Linked DNA regions of Mus musculus: regions 1, 2, 4 and 5 are each linked to region 3. A link is a contact called in public Hi-C and targeted proximity ligation data. All regions are on one chromosome and are shown on one strand. The core of a region is the stretch at or near the end of the contact, and the rest is flanking DNA. Distances in the headings are between cores, read along the strand shown. Region 1 overlaps C130060C02Rik (RIKEN cDNA C130060C02 gene). Region 2 overlaps Gm32026 (a long non-coding RNA gene). Region 3 has its middle 28 kb from the start of Gna14. Region 4 overlaps Gnaq (guanine nucleotide binding protein, alpha q polypeptide). Region 5 holds the start of Gnaq (guanine nucleotide binding protein, alpha q polypeptide).

Region 1 (3,464 bases), core at 330-2,829, 410 kb after region 3:
AAAGATACAACAATTAATAAGTTCTATAAGGCAAAAGAAATTCAAGTGAAAAGGTGGCCCACAGAACGGGGAAGAAAACCTCTGCTGGCTGTGCATTTAATGGATTGGTAGTTAGTATATACAAAGAATTCAGAAATAAAAATAAAGACAATAAGGAACCCACTAAGAAGTGGGCTACGGAATCAAAGAGGAAGTTCTCAAAATAAGAATACAGTAAATGATAAACATTTTAAAAGTGTTTCACATCCTGGACTTCCTGTTTGAAAGTGTGATCTGAGGTCACCTGAAGATGCCACTAGAAACAGCCCAGTATGGCGGCAATCGTAGGCCTCGGGCACCTAACACAGAAGAATCACTAAGTTTGCTGTCTATGTGAGCTATACAGTCAGACCTTGTATCAAAACTAAAACAAAATTCAGGAACCAGGGCCATGATATAGAAATACTGGATGAATAGACTGTTTTCAGTACAGCTGTCCCCATTATATCCATGGTCTTGATCCCAAGACCACCCTTCACCTACTCTACCCACCCCTAACCCAAATCCTTGGATGCTAATTATATAAAGTTACCTTTGATAAAACGGCAGCTCATGCAAATGGAAGAGGATTTGCACATATCTGGGCATATCCTTGCACATTCTTTAAATCATCAGTTTGTAATATTAGGAAGACGGTGCACACATAATCCCCGTGCGGCACTTTTGAAAGAATACCCAGAAAGACTTGGCTCAGTACAGATATAATTCTTTCCTTGAATGCTTTTCATCTATAGTTGTTTGAATTTACAGGTACAAGGCTCATGGACATGTAGACCTACTGGGTAAGTTCTAAGTATTGCTTAGGTCATAACTGGACTAAGATGATTTATTCATTGTGTATCTGGAATTCAAATCTAACTGAGTGCTCGGTATTTTTATTTACAACATGAGTCCATTCTGTTTGGAACTTGGGGTTCTGAGGAGACACTCTGTTTTGAAATTTTTTAATTTGTAGTCTTTGGCACATTATGCATAGATGTTTGGTAACGACAATGCTAGGAACACTTTGTTGCCAGTGAAATTAATGCTATGCCACCGCCAATCACTGTACAAACATGTCAGTCTTTGCAAGGGATAGTTTGTTTTTGTTTTGTTTCTTCAGTTCCTTGAGCAACTCCATGCTTTACACTACAAATCTACCAGTTTTGCAACGTACAGTGGACAAGGGAAAAAAGTTTTTATTCTGAACACTCTCTCCATCCTTGCTGTATAACAGGTTGTCTCCTAGGGAGCTGAAACCAGGAGGTCTGGCTTAAAAGTTGCTAGAGAAGAGTCTGGGGGCAGTGTTTGCCTGGTTTGGGACTATAAACACTGCCACCTAGCGGCAGAATCAAGTATTCACCACTACACCAAAGGCAAAGGAGGAAATCCAGATGAATCAAGTGTGAAAATCTGCAAGCATGGGTTTTGGTTGCTTCCATTTAGCATTCAGTCGGTTAACTTTAGCAAGATGAAGGGAGGAACAGTTATTTACCAGTAGAGCAGTAACATTCCTTAAAAATAAACTGCAATAGGCGTAGGGGAGGGGCAGGGGCTGGCAGCAGCAGAGAGATGAGAGACAGGCTCCACAGGTAAAGTCACTTGCCACAGACGCCTACACACACACACACACACACACACAGAGAGAGAGAGAGAGAGGGAGAGAGAGAGAGAGAGAGAGAGAGAGAGAGAGAGAGAGAGAGAGAAATTCTTTTAACTTGAAAACCTATGTAGACAAAATTCACGTTTATTTCAATTCATAAGTTGTCTGAATTTCTGATGCATGTACAAGGCTCAGTAAAAGCTACTGGTAAAGAGAACTCAGAATCTCAGCTATAAAAATATCAAGACTCGGAAGCTTGGCTCCTGCGGGGCAACTAAGTATTCCTTAATCCAGAAAATCCTGTAGACCCCAAACAGACCCACCAAAGATCTCAGCTTCGTGACCGAATGAGCACTTGTGGCGATATATTTTTGTATCAGAAAAATATATTATTTTGTTACAGATTTAAACATTTGGTGCTGATTTTTTTCCTTTTGTTTTGATTTGTTTTCTAAGGGGTGGGGGGGGGTCTGAGGCTTGCTAAAAAAAATAATCATTTCAACTTGTCAGTTTCAGAGTTACTCCTGGCTACATGCCATCTGTTTTAACACATATGTTTTTGTGAGCTGTGGCAACCAGGATTCTGTTACCTTTATAAATATTTGCTGTCTCCTACTAGATGCAAAGGAATGGAGACTCCAGAGCCGCGTGGTTGTACAGCTGGTTACTAAGCAGGGATACGCTTTGCAAATTCCACTTCCGCCAGTGAGATTCTTTTCTTTAGGGGGGAAGTCTTAACCCTTTTGTCTAACGAGGAGTCACCTAGTGCTTTCTGAGCTCTAACAATGGCCAGACACTTAGCTTCACACACATAAACAGTCTAGTGTCACTGACGTGGCTTAAATGGCATCCATGTATCCCTATAGTCTTGGTTTACCCAGCTAAGCTTCTGGGTGGCACTGTGTCTACAGCCAGAAATAAGCTGTTTATCAGCCTGCGCTGCCTGGGTGCTGCCTGACAGATGGCATTGTTTGCGTTTCTACCCTGGCACACAGCCATCCGCTGTCCTCAAAATGGAGTCAAGGCTGCTTGTAAAATGGAGTCTCTCGGGGTGAGGAACGGTCTGAAAAATCACTGCTTTAAACAACGTAGAGTGAACACAGCCTGGTCTCTGGCAGTCTCCTCTCCTTTAAACCCAAAGAGCATGTCTCATAAATCTACTACAATCCTGTCTGCTGAGCCTTTAACCCTCTTATGAATTACATGCTTTGGGCAACGTTAGAAAGAGGGAAACTGGTTTCTGGGCAACCTTTAGAGACATCAAGCTAGAAAGCCACAATATACACACCCATTGGAAAGACAGAAGATGTTTTTTGGGGGGGAGGGGGTGCGTCTCTATATAGCCCTGGCTGTCCTGGAACTCACTTTGTAGACCAGGCTAGCCTCGAACTCAGAAATCCGCCTGCCTCTGCCTCCCAAGTGCTGGGATTAAAGGTGTGCACCACCACACCCAGCAACAGAAGACGTTCTTAGACAGGGAAGACCACACTTGTCCCACTGGTGCTTGCTTCTCTCTCTCTCTCTCTCTCCTAGCTTTGCTTTACATTTGGTTAGCTCTGAAATTCATCTCTTTGTTGAAGCCATGGACCCCAGTTTGCCCAGATGGAGGTTTCTGAATAGACCTCCTCGGGCATCTGCTGCTGAGGTGAGGTGTGGCAGCATATCCCGATTGCTGGTGACAACTGTCCCTGCTGTTCTCTGCCTAGATACAGACTTGAGAGCAAAATAATGACAATCCCCCAAGCTTAAAGGGGGCTGTAGTAACCGCATTTCATTACTGGAACACTTCTCAGTCCCCAGTGCCTTACTGGAGACATCTGAAACCTTTTGTGGTAGCCTTCTA
Region 2 (3,036 bases), core at 196-2,695, 340 kb after region 3:
GTGGAGAGGAGACATATAGGAAGGGTCAATTTAGAAATAACCAATGTCTGACCCCATGAGCAATCAAGTAGTCCAAGGTTTTGAAGAGATATGATTACTTCATTCCTATTACATTGATAGTAATTTCAGAGTTTTGTGTTCTGGTGAAGAAGTAGCGTGTAAAACACTCTGTATTATTAGATTCTCAGTTGATTCAGTCCTTTTAGTAAGGTGGCCCATCCTAGTACCTAGGAATTGAACTTCTGTTTTTATCCTAGACTTATCTTACAAGACACAGGGACTATGTACAATGGCAGTTATTGTAATAATTCTTGTATTCATGAAATGGGTTCTATCATAATGTCCACCAATAAACAATAAATGAATAAAGATGGTGAATTCATATAATACAAAGAGAATATGGGTTTTAAAAGATGAAAACTAGATCTACAATATACCAAGATGGTTGGTTAGCTATCATATTCAGTACATGTGAAAATCAACACTCTGTGTGTGTGTGTGTGTGTGTGTGTGTGTGTGAACACAGTTATTTTCAAATGCATGGAAACTAGATTGTGAGAATGTGAATAGTTCCAGTCTTGGTACTGAAACTGATAATGTAGCAAAACCTAAACAGAGGCCAGGGATAGTGGTGAGTTCCTGCTATCAGGAAGCAGAGGCAGTGACTCATTATCACAAGTTCAAGACCAGTCTCCAAACAACAAATATCAGGCCAGACTGGGCTACATTAGAAACCTTTACCCCAAACCAACCAAACCTGCTAGGAGTCACCAGAAGAAACACCCTATTATAAATAAGTCAATCTTGAGTCAGTTATCATCCCATATGCAAAGATAACCCAAATGAATCATAAATAAACATTTAAATGTTGATTCTAGCTTGTGGTCACAAACTAGGCAAATTTACATACAAAACAAAAGAAGTCACTTAAAGATCAAAAATTGATATGTTGGACAGCATCAACATTCTCCCTGTGAACACACTATTACAAGCAAGAAGAGCCAAGCTATGAACTGGGATAATGCATTGGTAAATTATTAATTCTACAATGAATTTGCAACCAGATGTATGAACAACTATCACCAGTGAGTCAGAAAATTACACCCTAATTTATTTATTTTTCTCTGTTCTGAACAACCTAATCTTTTAAACTGAGCAAAGAGATACACAGATAGCCAATAAACAAATGAAAGATGTTCAAGGTCCTTAATTACCAGGAACGCATTAGAATGTAAAGAGAGCACACTGTATCTGTCAGAGTAGCTTAAAAGTAACAAAGAACTCGATGGCACTCAAGGCTGTGGAAGATGAGGAGCCACAAGAGCTCTCAGATGCTGCCAGACAAGATTCACAAGGGCACAGCAGCTTTAGACAAACCTTCAGCAGAGAATGTTGATCTTCAAGCGAGTCCAGGCAGCCAACGGGGAACTGGTGGGGGCTAGGGCACCCGACCTGTTCCTCTTCCTGTGTAACTATTTTGGTTTTGAATTCACTAAACATTATGCTGGCCGCTCAGTCCAACAGCAAATGTCATTGTTTTGCATTTTCAACCTGCTTTTCCTTCCTTAATGTTGACTAAGAAATAGGGAGTTGGAGATATCTGGGTACTGATGTCAGATACAACCAAGTATCTACAGCGCCTTGGATCCATGACCTGTTCTAGGAATGGCGTCTACTAGGAATGCAAATGTTATTGCTTATTGAGGTTCCTGTGTGAGCCTATGGAAACAGGAGGAAGAAGAAGGGAAGGGGAAGAAAATAAGAAAGAAGGCAGAAAGCTAAGCCCCATCTACATGCCCGTGATTCATCAGGCTTCTGAGGGCTGCACTAAGGGGGGTGGACTACGCTCTCCACAGGGCAGCTCTTCAAGCAGGTTAACCCCACTCAGAAGACCCTTCCAGAAAAAAAAAAATCCTCTACCAACACACTTGTCTTATTGGATCTGCATCTTCTACCGCATGTTATTTTGGCTCTGGGAAACAACCTTCCCTCACTCTGGATTAAGAAATAGATCAGAAACAGTCAACTGGAGAAGCCCTGACAGGTAATGCCAAGGACAGAAGAGCTCTGCTATGGGAAAAGAAAAACAAAAACACTGAAACATTAGACCCTCTTATTATGACCTTACTTTCCAAATAAATATTTCACTTTCTTTGCCTTTAAGGAAACCACAAATATAAGATTATGATAAAAGGGCAAGTAAAACTTGGTTTTGATTTGATAACAATAAAGACAGACGGGAGCCTTGACAAATTACAGTCAAGGCCATCTAAAGAAGTTGTTTTGTGATATAGGATGAGGGGGTCATATGTTTCATCCCTTATCATTCCACAAACCAAAGGAAACCAAGTTCTGAGTGTGAAATCTGAGTTTTAAATGTTGAACAAAACTCAAATATTGCTAAGACACTGGGCAGGCCAACTCTGTTCAAGCTAAATACAACAGGTTTGGAGGCCCGATGGGGACTGGCAGCCACCACTCTGTTCTCTGATGTAGACAGATGAAAAATAGCTCAAGCTACCTGTTTCACCTGTGTGTCCTAGTGAGACCTCCCAGTTCCTAGTAAGCTCAAGGACTGACTTACCTCCCTTGTGGGAAAGAAAAGTACAAATTATTCTGAAGTCCCAAGAAGATAATAGGAATAGAGTATTTGTTATAGGCTAGTTGTCCTTCTAATTTTTTCTCTCTCTCATACTAGCATAATTCGGCAGCATATGCATTAGAATTCCTCCAGGTGGGAAAAAACCCCAAGCCCCACCCCCCAGTTCCCCTATGATTTATGTAGTCAGAATCTATGCTGGTTGAGAGTCTAGGAGTTAGACTGACTCTATAATAGGCAGGAAAATAGGTAGGCAGATGGGCCATGGATAGATATTAAAGATGGTGAACTTCCAAGATGGCTGGCTTCTTTCTTTCCCTCATGACCCGAGACAAAAGTCTAGAAGCTGAAAACAAAGACTTGTGGGCTTTTTTCTTCTGCCAATAGGGCCTCCACTGATGTGGTGTTTCAGCAACTTCAAGGCCAAATTAGGACAT
Region 3 (3,407 bases), core at 338-2,837:
TTCTCAACAATAACAGCAACAACACAAGACCATTAAACACAAGGCCAATAAATCAATGAAAAGGTATTTAATAATATCACTCACTAAGCTAAGGAAATGCAAATCAATGAAGTAGCATTCAAATCTAACACAGAAAGTAAGCAAACATGACAACAATCAATGAGAAGTATTATGGATATGGAAAAACTGAAGCCCTCACGCTTGCCTAGTAGGAATGTAAAGGGCTATGAAAGGTGAGGGGAACATTTGATAATTCCTCAAAAAGCTAAGTATAGAACTGGCTGATCAGTTGTACTTGTCAACAAGAGCCCACAAGAATTGCAAGTGAGCACTCAGAGAGATCTTTGCGCACCAGTGTTCACTGTGGCATTAGTCACAATAGCCACCACACAAACAAACCAAGTGACTCTCAGTCAGCTACAGAAGAGAAAGAAGTCTTAACATGTGCTACGTGGTGGTTAATTTTAGATGCCCATTTGACTGGATTAAATGATGCTCAGACAGAGGGTAAAATAGTATGTCTGCATGTCCAGGTGCATGTCTAAGAGAGCCTCTCAAAGTGAGATTAACATTGGAATCAGGGTGACAAAGATACATGCCACAGGCAACTTGAGGGCTGAGAGGATTATATTGTCTCATAGTTACAGAGGGTATAGTCAGTCCACTGTGACAAGAAAGGCATGGTTGCTGCATGGTCTTGGCCCATGATGACGGGAGCCCATAGCATGGCTTGTTCATAACTCAATAGATCAGGAAACACATCAGATCAGAAGCTGGGCCAAGCTATCACCCTAAGGACCCACTGCTGCTTGTCTATAGCTGCCATCTTGGTTCTATGTCCCTATAATTTCATACTCTTCCAAAACAGTATTATAAGTTAAAGATGCAATATTTAAACCCACAAACCTGTGGTGAATGTTTCATATTCAATCCATTGTACTCGGTAACTTTCAATATGAGTGGGTTCCAAGTCAGCTGAGGGCCCAAATAGAGCAAAAGAGCAAAGAAAGTGCTGTCCTGTCCACCCCCTCCTCTCTCCATAGACACATAGGTGAATAGATGATAGATGAATAGATGGATGGATGGATAAATAGATGAAGAGATAGAGAGAGAGAGAGAGATAGTTGGATAGATAGATAGAGATACAGATCTAGGTATTCTGGGGCTTGAGTATTCCTCATCACCTGCCCTTACGTATTGGAACTCTAGCTCTCTAGTCTTGTCCTCTAGAACTTGGACCAGAGGCCTTCCTGATTCTGTGGAGTAATGGGTAGCTAAGCCATATTGCTGCTTCCTAGGTCCCCCAGATTGTGAGTGACAAGTTGTGAGACTTCTCAACTTCCATAATCACAGGAGCCAATTAAATCTTCTAAATCACTTTTCATACATTCATTTACACAGATATATATGACTCAACAGTGGGGTACATTCTAAGAAATGTCATTAGGCAACTTGGCTAATGTACAGCATCATAGAATGTGCTTACACACATCTAGATGCTGGAGTCTATTGCACACCTAGGCCTTTTGCACTGAGGTCCATGAGGAACAAAACGATTAAAGCAAGCAGAACTGAAAACAAAACCATCAAGAGATGAAGTCATCTTGGGTCATGTGATAGTGCTGTCAGAGGAACTGGGCATACTGATAGGTTTACTGGACTTAGCAAGATTCTTGCTAAACTTGGAGATAAATTCTGAAGCCAAAAAACAAGAGCCTGGTTAAGAAGAGATGAGAGGAGCCCCCCCTTTTTTTTTGGTCAAAGAGAGAAAATTAGGCTGTAGGAGAAGTAGGAAACAGACCAAGACAGAGAGAAATTGGACACCCAGAGAGCAGAACAAATGAAGTCACAGTTTTGCTCTGTCTCCAATGAGGCATCTGAGTGTAATAACAACCTTCTCTGTGAGTGCAGTACTGGTGTTTGCCATTCACGTGCCCAGGTCAAGGTGCACTCCCCTCGACTCTGTGCCATGCTGTTGGCCTCTGGACTGCTATACAGTGTCCCTCACCCTCGTGGTTCTCATAGAGATTAGCCACTGGGAAACACTGCCCTGAACTTGTTCTTGTTCTTAAATCACAGACCAGAGTATCCGTTGGTGGTCTCCTATAACTAAGTTGTAGCAGCATCCCTCTTCAGTGTCGAAGCACCAGCATGATGGTTCTTTATACTGCTAGCTTGGTGTACTGCACCACTTTTTAAAAGTTTCTCTTTACTTTACGGAGGCTCTGCCCTAACATCAGGAGGCTTATGACGGGAGTTCAAATGGAGAACCATAGGCCCACTGTAAATCTTCATGTTCCAAGGAGGGTCCACAGTCAGCACTGATGGGGGTTGGTCTGCTGCTGCTATGTATTCAAATGCTAAACATTGCCCCCAAGCTCTGGTTGCAGTCCAGACAAGGGCATTCTCGTGTACATCAAATGATGTTGTATAATTTTTGCTTACCAATCTTCTCTGACTGGTTAAATGAAAGTGGCTGACAGCCAATTACTGGGGAGAATAGAGGGAGGAAGGGCTTCAGTACCAGGGTGGGGGTTGGGGGTGCAGGTAGGGACCACAAGGGTGTGAAAGAAACACACACACACACACACACACACACACACACACACACACAGAGAGAGAGAGAGAGAGAGAGAGAGAGAGAGAGAGAGAGAGAGACTGGGGGGACAGAGAGAACAGGAAGTTGTCATTAGATGGGATGGACCAGGAACACTTGGCTGAGAGAGGTGCACCCTGAGGACAGAAACAGCCCAGGCACGACTCAGACAGCATGTAACATGGGGAGCACAGCTGGAAAGTAACCAAGTTTAGAATAGAAAAATCATTTAGGGGTAATTGCCCAGTAATTGTGCTAAATCTGATTAAATAAATCAATAGAACTCTGTCTCAATTATTGGGGGGCTGGCCGGGTCATAATAAGAAGCAATAGAGTTATTAAATTTTCAACAACAACATAGCACAGTCTCCACAACCAGCATCCTTTGTCCCCTGCATTTGAGGAATAAATCGAGAAGTGTGGGTGTTTAAAGCACAGCCTCTCTCCACACTACTCTATGGCTACTTTTCCATGTAGTTTAGGTAGTTCTGATTTCCTCTAACTTTGATTGCCTGGCCTTGGTTGAGCCATCCAAGCATCCTATGTTGCACACTGGAACCCTGGGTGAGACAAGTGTGTTTTAGCACATTTGACCCAAAGGCCCCAGCCAGCAAGCAGTCACTTTCTAAAGCACTTTCAGGTCCCAGCTTTCCTCTTATTCTCACCACATCCAAGGCTGAGGGAAGAACGGGAATTGGAGCCAGATCCCCAGCCTCCCTTCCAGTGCCCTTTTATCCTGTTGCAAGCTCAGAAGGGGCTACACTCAGAATAATTTCAGGCTTTGCTATTGCAGCTAACACTGCCAAGCCCT
Region 4 (3,321 bases), core at 234-2,733, 260 kb after region 3:
AAAATGCACAACACACAGATAAACCACTTGGGAAAGCAGAGAACAGAAGTTATACATACAGATCGGGGGACGAGTGAGTTACAGCCAGAATGTCTGCTTTCAGAAAAAGAGATTTATCTGAAAACAGCCATAGCAAGCCGTCAATAAAGTATTTCTGTGTAAACTGAGCTGGTCAGCTCTGCCCCCAATGGTACCCTGGACTGGAGAACAGTATGCCCACTGCCGGTCCAGGCAAGCAAGTCTGTCTGCTACACAGGATGGGAACATAATAAACACTCGTCTTCTCGGAAGCTGATAAGCTGAGCAATAACACGTGTGATGCTACTGGAAGCTATATAAGGTACCAAAATAGTAAGGTTAAAACCAGCCTGCACAGCCTGGAGGCCACATCTTTAACCCCAGTACTGTGATGCAGAGCAGGTTGATAGATTTCTGTGAGTTCCAGGCCAGTCTTGGCTACAATGCAAAACAGAAAGAAGAGGAAAAGAACAAAACAAACAAACAAACAAACAAACAAACAAAGGATTACAACACTCTGAAATTATCAACATAGAAAATACAACTAAAACCTAGTTCGGGGCCAGCAGCGAGGCTCAGCGACTTAAGCCTTGCTCCCACGGCTGACGACCCGAGCTCAGAGCCAGAACATACGCCGTACAAGGAGAAGACTGACTCTGCAGATTGTCTTCTGACCCCCACTCCCCCAAGCATACACACGTACTCACACAAAATTAATTAATTATTTTTAAAACTTGGAAAGTAGCACTAGTAAGTAGAATAGAAAATGTCCAGTGTAGCGGCACAATCCTTTAACTTCATTAATAATCATGTGTCTATATGTACGTATTTTGTGTTAACAGAACAAAATTCAACTATATGTTAGTCGGTAACAAATTCTAAAATATGAAAACCATACAGGCCATATTCTGTCTAAAAGACATAAAATGAGGAATAAATAACAGAACCTCACTCCTACAATGCCTACACTGCAGAGAGGCTCAGGCAGGGGACACAAGTTCAAGGACAGTTCATATGTGTCACGAGGCTGTCCCAGAAAACCGAAAATTAAAGAGAAAGGAGTAATGATGAATATCGTAAGTTTAGAACTTCTAACAAAGATAACAAAGAGAAGAGAAATGCAAAGCCTTATCTAACTTAAGTCAAGAAAACAATAAAGAACTGAAGGACTTTAATGAGTCATAGAAAAAGTGCCAAGACCTAGAGCAAATACAACAAAAGGGAAGGAAAGAGCATCCAAGAGCATCCAAGAGCCACAAGTCAACCCTCTGATAAAGAGCGTGACATAACACCCATATTTAAAGCACTAAAGTTAGAAGTCAAGCTGAATGTAGAGATTCCACCTGCAGTTCCAGCCCCTGGAAGGCTGAGGCAGGAAGATCAGGCTGACAAAGAACATCCTGTGCTACATGAGACCCAGTCTCAAGAAAACTGAAAAGGGGAAGGGACTAAGGGGAACAGAGAGAGAGGAGGGAAGAGAGGGGAAGGAACAGAGAAGACAAGTACATATGTGGCAGTGACCAAGAAACCAAGTATACATGATAAAAATAGAAAATACCAGATGCTAGAGGAAGAGGATTTTGATGCTAGCTTGAGCTACACAACAGGTTAGAGCCTAATTTAGGTAACACAGTGAAGGGCTCTGTCTCAAACACAAAATAAGAAAAAAGCCAGAGCCCTACCTGATACCAGATGCAAAGATCAAGTCAAACTGGACCAAACTGGACCAAAACATGGCATACACCACCCAAGTAAAGCTGTAAAACTCCCACTACAACTGAAAGGGGGCCGCTCACGACCGACCCTGGATTTTAACCATGGTTTCTTAACATCTGACAATGAAAGTAGAAGCAACTAAGAAAACTGACAAACGAGGCTTCACACAATTAGAAACTTCTCTGCTCAGTACAATTTTACATACAGCAAAGTCTGTTGGATGGCCTGACTGTTCTCACCCAACCCCATGAGATTTTGGCCTAGGGCATCCTTTTGAAGTTCTATAAATACATTAATAATGTTTAAGTTTAAAGTGATTTTAAGCCAGTTATGGTAGCACACACCAGCAAGATATGCTGAATAGGCAGCAACTAACACAAAGTCCATTTGAAAGGCCATATGGAAACCTACTTTATAAAAGCTGCCTAAAATATATACATATATGAAAGGAATCTAAATGAAGTCACCATATAGTGGGGTAGACAATGCCCCAAATGGACATCGTGACATTGTATGCCAGCAAGTAAAGGCTCCAGTGCCATGATTACATCATGACTAAAGGGGTCCCATGAATCCCACCTCACCTCCCACACAAATATCACAGGCTACTACCAAGGTAATTGGTTGTTCTCCACAATTTGGCAGTAAGGCCCTATCGCTAAAGACAGCACTTCCGCGTGCCATCAAATACAGAAGCTTTACCCTGCTGACTAGTGTTCACAGTGCTGAAAGATACATACTACCACAGAAGAAAAGCAGTCATCACTCTCATCCAGCTACACGCCCTGAACCTACAACCGTGTCCTGGCTGCAAGACATACCAGTACAACATTGGCACTTATGTCATGGGAATAACTAAGCGCTTCTTACAATCTGAATTTACTTGAGATGGAACCCATACCTGAAACTGCTAACGCCGTCAAAAACCTAACACTCAATAGGTCATGGGCCTAGCCTACTACTGTTATTTGCCAAAGGAACATAAAAATAAAATGACTCCTAATGACCTATTACTATACCCACAAATCAAAGTTTCAGTCAACTCTCACCAAAGAAGCTTTTTCTTGCACTAGATAGAAATTAATAACAATATACAGAGAATGAGAGACTTTGGAACACTCAGTCCTAAATGGGATGCCTTCATCAGAGGCTCCCCTCGAGACTCAGAGATCTGTGCAGAAGCAGTGGAAAGATTCTAAGAACCCGAAGTGATGGATGACTTCAAGGAAATAGTTTCTTCTAGACACAAAAGAAACAATGCACATAAGAACTCACCCAGCCTGGCAGCAGAACCAAACTTGTATAATTTTAGCCAGATGGGATCCAACACTGAGTGAAAAAAGTAGACATAAGGTCCCACCCGCAACCAAGAAGCTGTTTGTAATTGATACATGCTGGCAAAGGGCAACCAGTTCTCTATGCTGGAGTGTCAGCGGGCTGGCGCAAGAGCCGCACTCAGGCCAGGCCCCGCCCCATGCTTGGGAGGTGCTAGCAAACATAAAATGAACTCCATGTTTTTTTCTGTGTGAACTATTTTTTCATTTTGTTTTAATTTTTCATTTTCATACTTGTGTTTTGTGGGTTTTG
Region 5 (3,160 bases), core at 243-2,742, 280 kb after region 3:
AGATACTAAAATGTCCGTTTTAAACAAAAGGTTTCTGTTTGTTTCCAGGAGAGTAACTGAGAGGCTGCGCTGGTTTCCAGTAGAAACTGCTGTGAATTCAGGCATACATCTGGGTCGCCTCATTAAACAAAAGACACCCGTCTGCTGTCAACAACCACACAGTACAACACTCCCGGATCCTTCATCTTTATCCGGAAGGAATGGTTCATAGAGACGCCTGTCACCATCCACTGGCCATGCAACTCTCTGGGGTCACTCCTGTCAGTGGCCTGGTGGCTACAGTATAGCACATTTGGGCTAGTCTTCCCGCCCCGCCCCTGCCCAGTACGTTAACCCGGGTTTATTGGAGCGCCAGCCAAGGCTTCCTCAGCACCTTTCCTAGCAGAATCCAGACCGGGGTCTGCTCCCCGTTTCCACCCTTCCCTCTCCACCCCACAACGCGCCACAATGGACGCTGGCCGACCACCGCACTGCACGCCATTGCCCACCCGCGCCGCTCGCGCGGACGCTCAGCCGTCCCGCAGACGCTGTGCACCGAGCACGGCCCTAGCTGACACCAAAGGCGCACGCCGCGGATCCGCGCCCGGGAGCCCCGGCCCTCGGCCCCTGGGTGCGCGCGCGCGGGTGCGGGTGCGGGTGCCGGCCGGGGACGCGCGTGGGGAGGGCAGCGGCGAGCCGGGGCGGGGGGTACCGGGGCCCAAGGGCCGCACTCACCCAGCAGCAGCAGCTTGAGCTCCCGGCGGGCGTCGCGCTTGTCCCTGCGCAGCTGCCGCTCGATCTCGTCGTTGATCCTCCGGGCTTCCTTGGCCTCCTCGCTCAGGCAGCACGCCATGATGGACTCCAGAGTCATTCTTCCGAAGTGCCTCGCTGCAGCCCCGCCGGCGCCCTGCTCACACGCGCGCACACACGCCCTCCGCCCTCGCTCCCCCGAGGCAGCGGCGGCCGCGGAGCCCCGCCGCCCGGGCGCGCGTCAGGGACGAGCTCAGGGGAGCCGCGGTAAAGGAGGCGGCCGGGCCCGCAGCCCAGGCGGGCCGGGAACGAGCGGGGCCGGGAGCCTGGGACGCGCGAGGAAAGGCCGCCGCGCCCCGCCGCGCTCACACGCCGCCTTCTCGGAGAGCGCGCGGCCCTCCAGGCGCCGCCGCCGACGCTGCCCAAGGCTGTGCGCCCAGCGGCCCGAGCTCATCCACCGAGGCGGCCCCGCAGCGAGCGACCGCCGACGGCTCAGCGCGCCCGGCGCGCCCGCTCCTCGCCGCCGCCGCCGCCGCCGCCTGACTCGGCTCCGGGCGCCCTCGGCCTGCCCGCGCCCACTCGGCTCGCTCGCAAACCGGGCAGCCGGCCGCCGCGCGCTCCCCGCCTCCGCCCCCGCCTCCGCCGGACGCCCACCCGGCCCGATTGCCAGGCGCGCCGCGGCTGCTCAGTGCTCGCCCTCCCCCTCGCCACACACACACATTTTCTCCTTTCTCTGAACTGGAGCACAGATCCGGGAGGGGGCGGCGGCGGCGGGAGGAGGAGGAGGAGGACGGGCGCAGGGGGCGGGCACAGCGCAAGGGGCGGGACCGCGGCCCCTCCTGGACAGCTCGCGCTCTCCTCGCCCCGCCCCCGACTGCCCGCCCCGCTCGCCGGCCGCCTCCCTCTGTGCGAGCTCCGGCGCGGCGGTCACGGCCGTTGGAGCGGGTCCGGCAGGCGGACACCGACCTTCGGCTGCCGCTGGGCTGCCGGGGCGTGGTCGGCGAGAATATGGCGGCCTCGGCCTGCCCTCTGGCCGCTGGCGCTGCGGGAGCCCTGCCGGGAGCCCACGCGCTGCGCTCCGGGCCTCTCTGCAGCCGGGCTGCCCTTTCCTATTTCTAAAACGCCATTGGGAAGAAGCTGCCTCGAGTGGCCTCTGACCCAAGATCCATCTTAGAAGATGGGATGCTCTTTACTAGGGAAGAGAAAGGATTGTCACTGGCTCTCTGGGGGTTACTGAGGGATCTGTGGACGGAACTGTCCTCCTTATCTCCAGATAGGAATCTGAATCCTAAAGAGAAAAAAAGAAGCTGCCCAAGTTTCCAAGAGCCTCCTGATCCGTTCCAACTTTTCGGGTCACTGAGGTGGTTTCTGTTTTCCTACCAGCACACTACGTTAAACAGTCTGGTAATGTAGGATTGACCCTTCTACACCGTGACAGTTAAGGATGACTTCTGGGAGAACGCCAAGTAGTACAGAATGAAATGAAAGAGACAGATATGGTGGCTCACACCCATAAACTCCACACTCCACAGGCTGAGGCAGGAGAATTGCTTCCTGAGCAGTATGAGACCTTGTAGCAAAGAAAAGGGGGAGGGAGAGAGAATAAAATAGGAGAAAGTGAAGAAACTAGTATCATTGGAGCAAAATTCTATTTGGTTTTTATACTTCTAATTTGAGGTGGTTTACTAATAAATAGAAAATATCTTGTTCATTCAAGGTTGTATTGGGGAAAAAAAAAGGTTCATTCAATTCAGTGTGTCTCAAACATCAAGAGGAGAATCGTACTATTTTTCCTGACTTTATAGATAGAAGTGGGCGCCTCCACATTTCATGCTTTTCATAAACTGCTCCTGTTGATCTGGGCTGCAATGTAAGATCATACCCATTGCTGCAACTTAAGAATGAAACAAGTCTTGGACTTCAAGGTCTCTCCTCTGGTTTGCCTTATTCTCCACCACCACCACCACCACCCCACCCCATCCCCCACCCCCACCCCCACCCCCACCCCCACCCCCCCACCCCCGTGATACACTGCATGCATACATTCAGCCTCTATGCCAGGACTCAGATGGAGTTGTGGACGTAAAGTCTGTATGTAATACTCTGCTTTTAAAAAAGATACCTTGCCAAAGAAGCAAAGAAGCAAAGAAGGTGAACCTCTCACCCCTTTTATATGAATACCATCAGAGCTGGTGTAGACTAGCTGTGAAAATGAATATTTAGATACTAAAGATTCAGAGTCCAAGGCAGAAATGTAAAATAGAAGAATTGGGCAAGAATTGCAAGTAATACCCAGCCCCCCCTCGTGGGGGTGGGGGTGGGGTGTGTGTGTGTGTGTCCTAGAGAGACACAACAAGCTGGAAAACAAAACGATCAACATTTCATGTCTGGTTTCCTAAGGAGCCCCTGAGACAAATTGTGCCTTTAAAGT

The links. Hi-C and Micro-C count contacts between places; a contact is called where the count stands out from the background.
Region 1: a contact with region 3 is called in a Hi-C map of bone marrow-derived macrophages, with 16 read pairs. A contact is called at or near these places in 1 of 39 promoter capture datasets (hippocampal neurons), 1 of 484 Hi-C or Micro-C datasets (bone marrow-derived macrophages), 1 of 130 datasets of targeted methods (pancreatic cancer cells) and 1 of 9 other capture datasets (adipose tissue).
Region 2: a contact with region 3 is called in a Hi-C map of bone marrow-derived macrophages, with 24 read pairs. A contact is called at or near these places in 1 of 484 Hi-C or Micro-C datasets (bone marrow-derived macrophages), 3 of 130 datasets of targeted methods (astrocytes, embryonic basal ganglia and pancreatic cancer cells) and 1 of 9 other capture datasets (embryonic stem cells).
Region 4: a targeted proximity ligation map of microglia shows a contact between it and region 3, with 4 times the contacts expected there.
Region 5: a targeted proximity ligation map of bone marrow-derived macrophages shows a contact between it and region 3, with 4 times the contacts expected there. A contact is called at or near these places in 7 of 130 datasets of targeted methods (SST interneurons, bone marrow-derived macrophages, embryonic forebrain and 3 more).

Annotation. Positions count from the first base shown.
Region 1 is chr19:15,996,231-15,999,694 of GRCm38.p6, reverse strand. All of the region lies in intron 2 of C130060C02Rik (RIKEN cDNA C130060C02 gene), which reads right to left. Among named protein-coding and RNA genes, the nearest start is that of C130060C02Rik, 13 kb to the right of the region's middle.
Region 2 is chr19:16,065,925-16,068,960 of GRCm38.p6, reverse strand. The region is part of intron 1 of Gm32026 (a long non-coding RNA gene); the gene reads right to left. Among named protein-coding and RNA genes, the nearest start is that of Gm32026, 3.3 kb to the right of the region's middle.
Region 3 is chr19:16,406,106-16,409,512 of GRCm38.p6, reverse strand. No RefSeq gene overlaps it. Among named protein-coding and RNA genes, the nearest start is that of Gna14, 28 kb to the left of the region's middle.
Region 4 is chr19:16,147,448-16,150,768 of GRCm38.p6, reverse strand. The region is part of intron 1 of Gnaq (guanine nucleotide binding protein, alpha q polypeptide); the gene reads right to left. Among named protein-coding and RNA genes, the nearest start is that of Gnaq, 16 kb to the right of the region's middle.
Region 5 is chr19:16,131,016-16,134,175 of GRCm38.p6, reverse strand. Gnaq (guanine nucleotide binding protein, alpha q polypeptide) reads right to left here and starts at 1,492. Exons shown (of 7, transcript NM_008139.6): 1 at 715-1,492. The coding sequence starts at 850.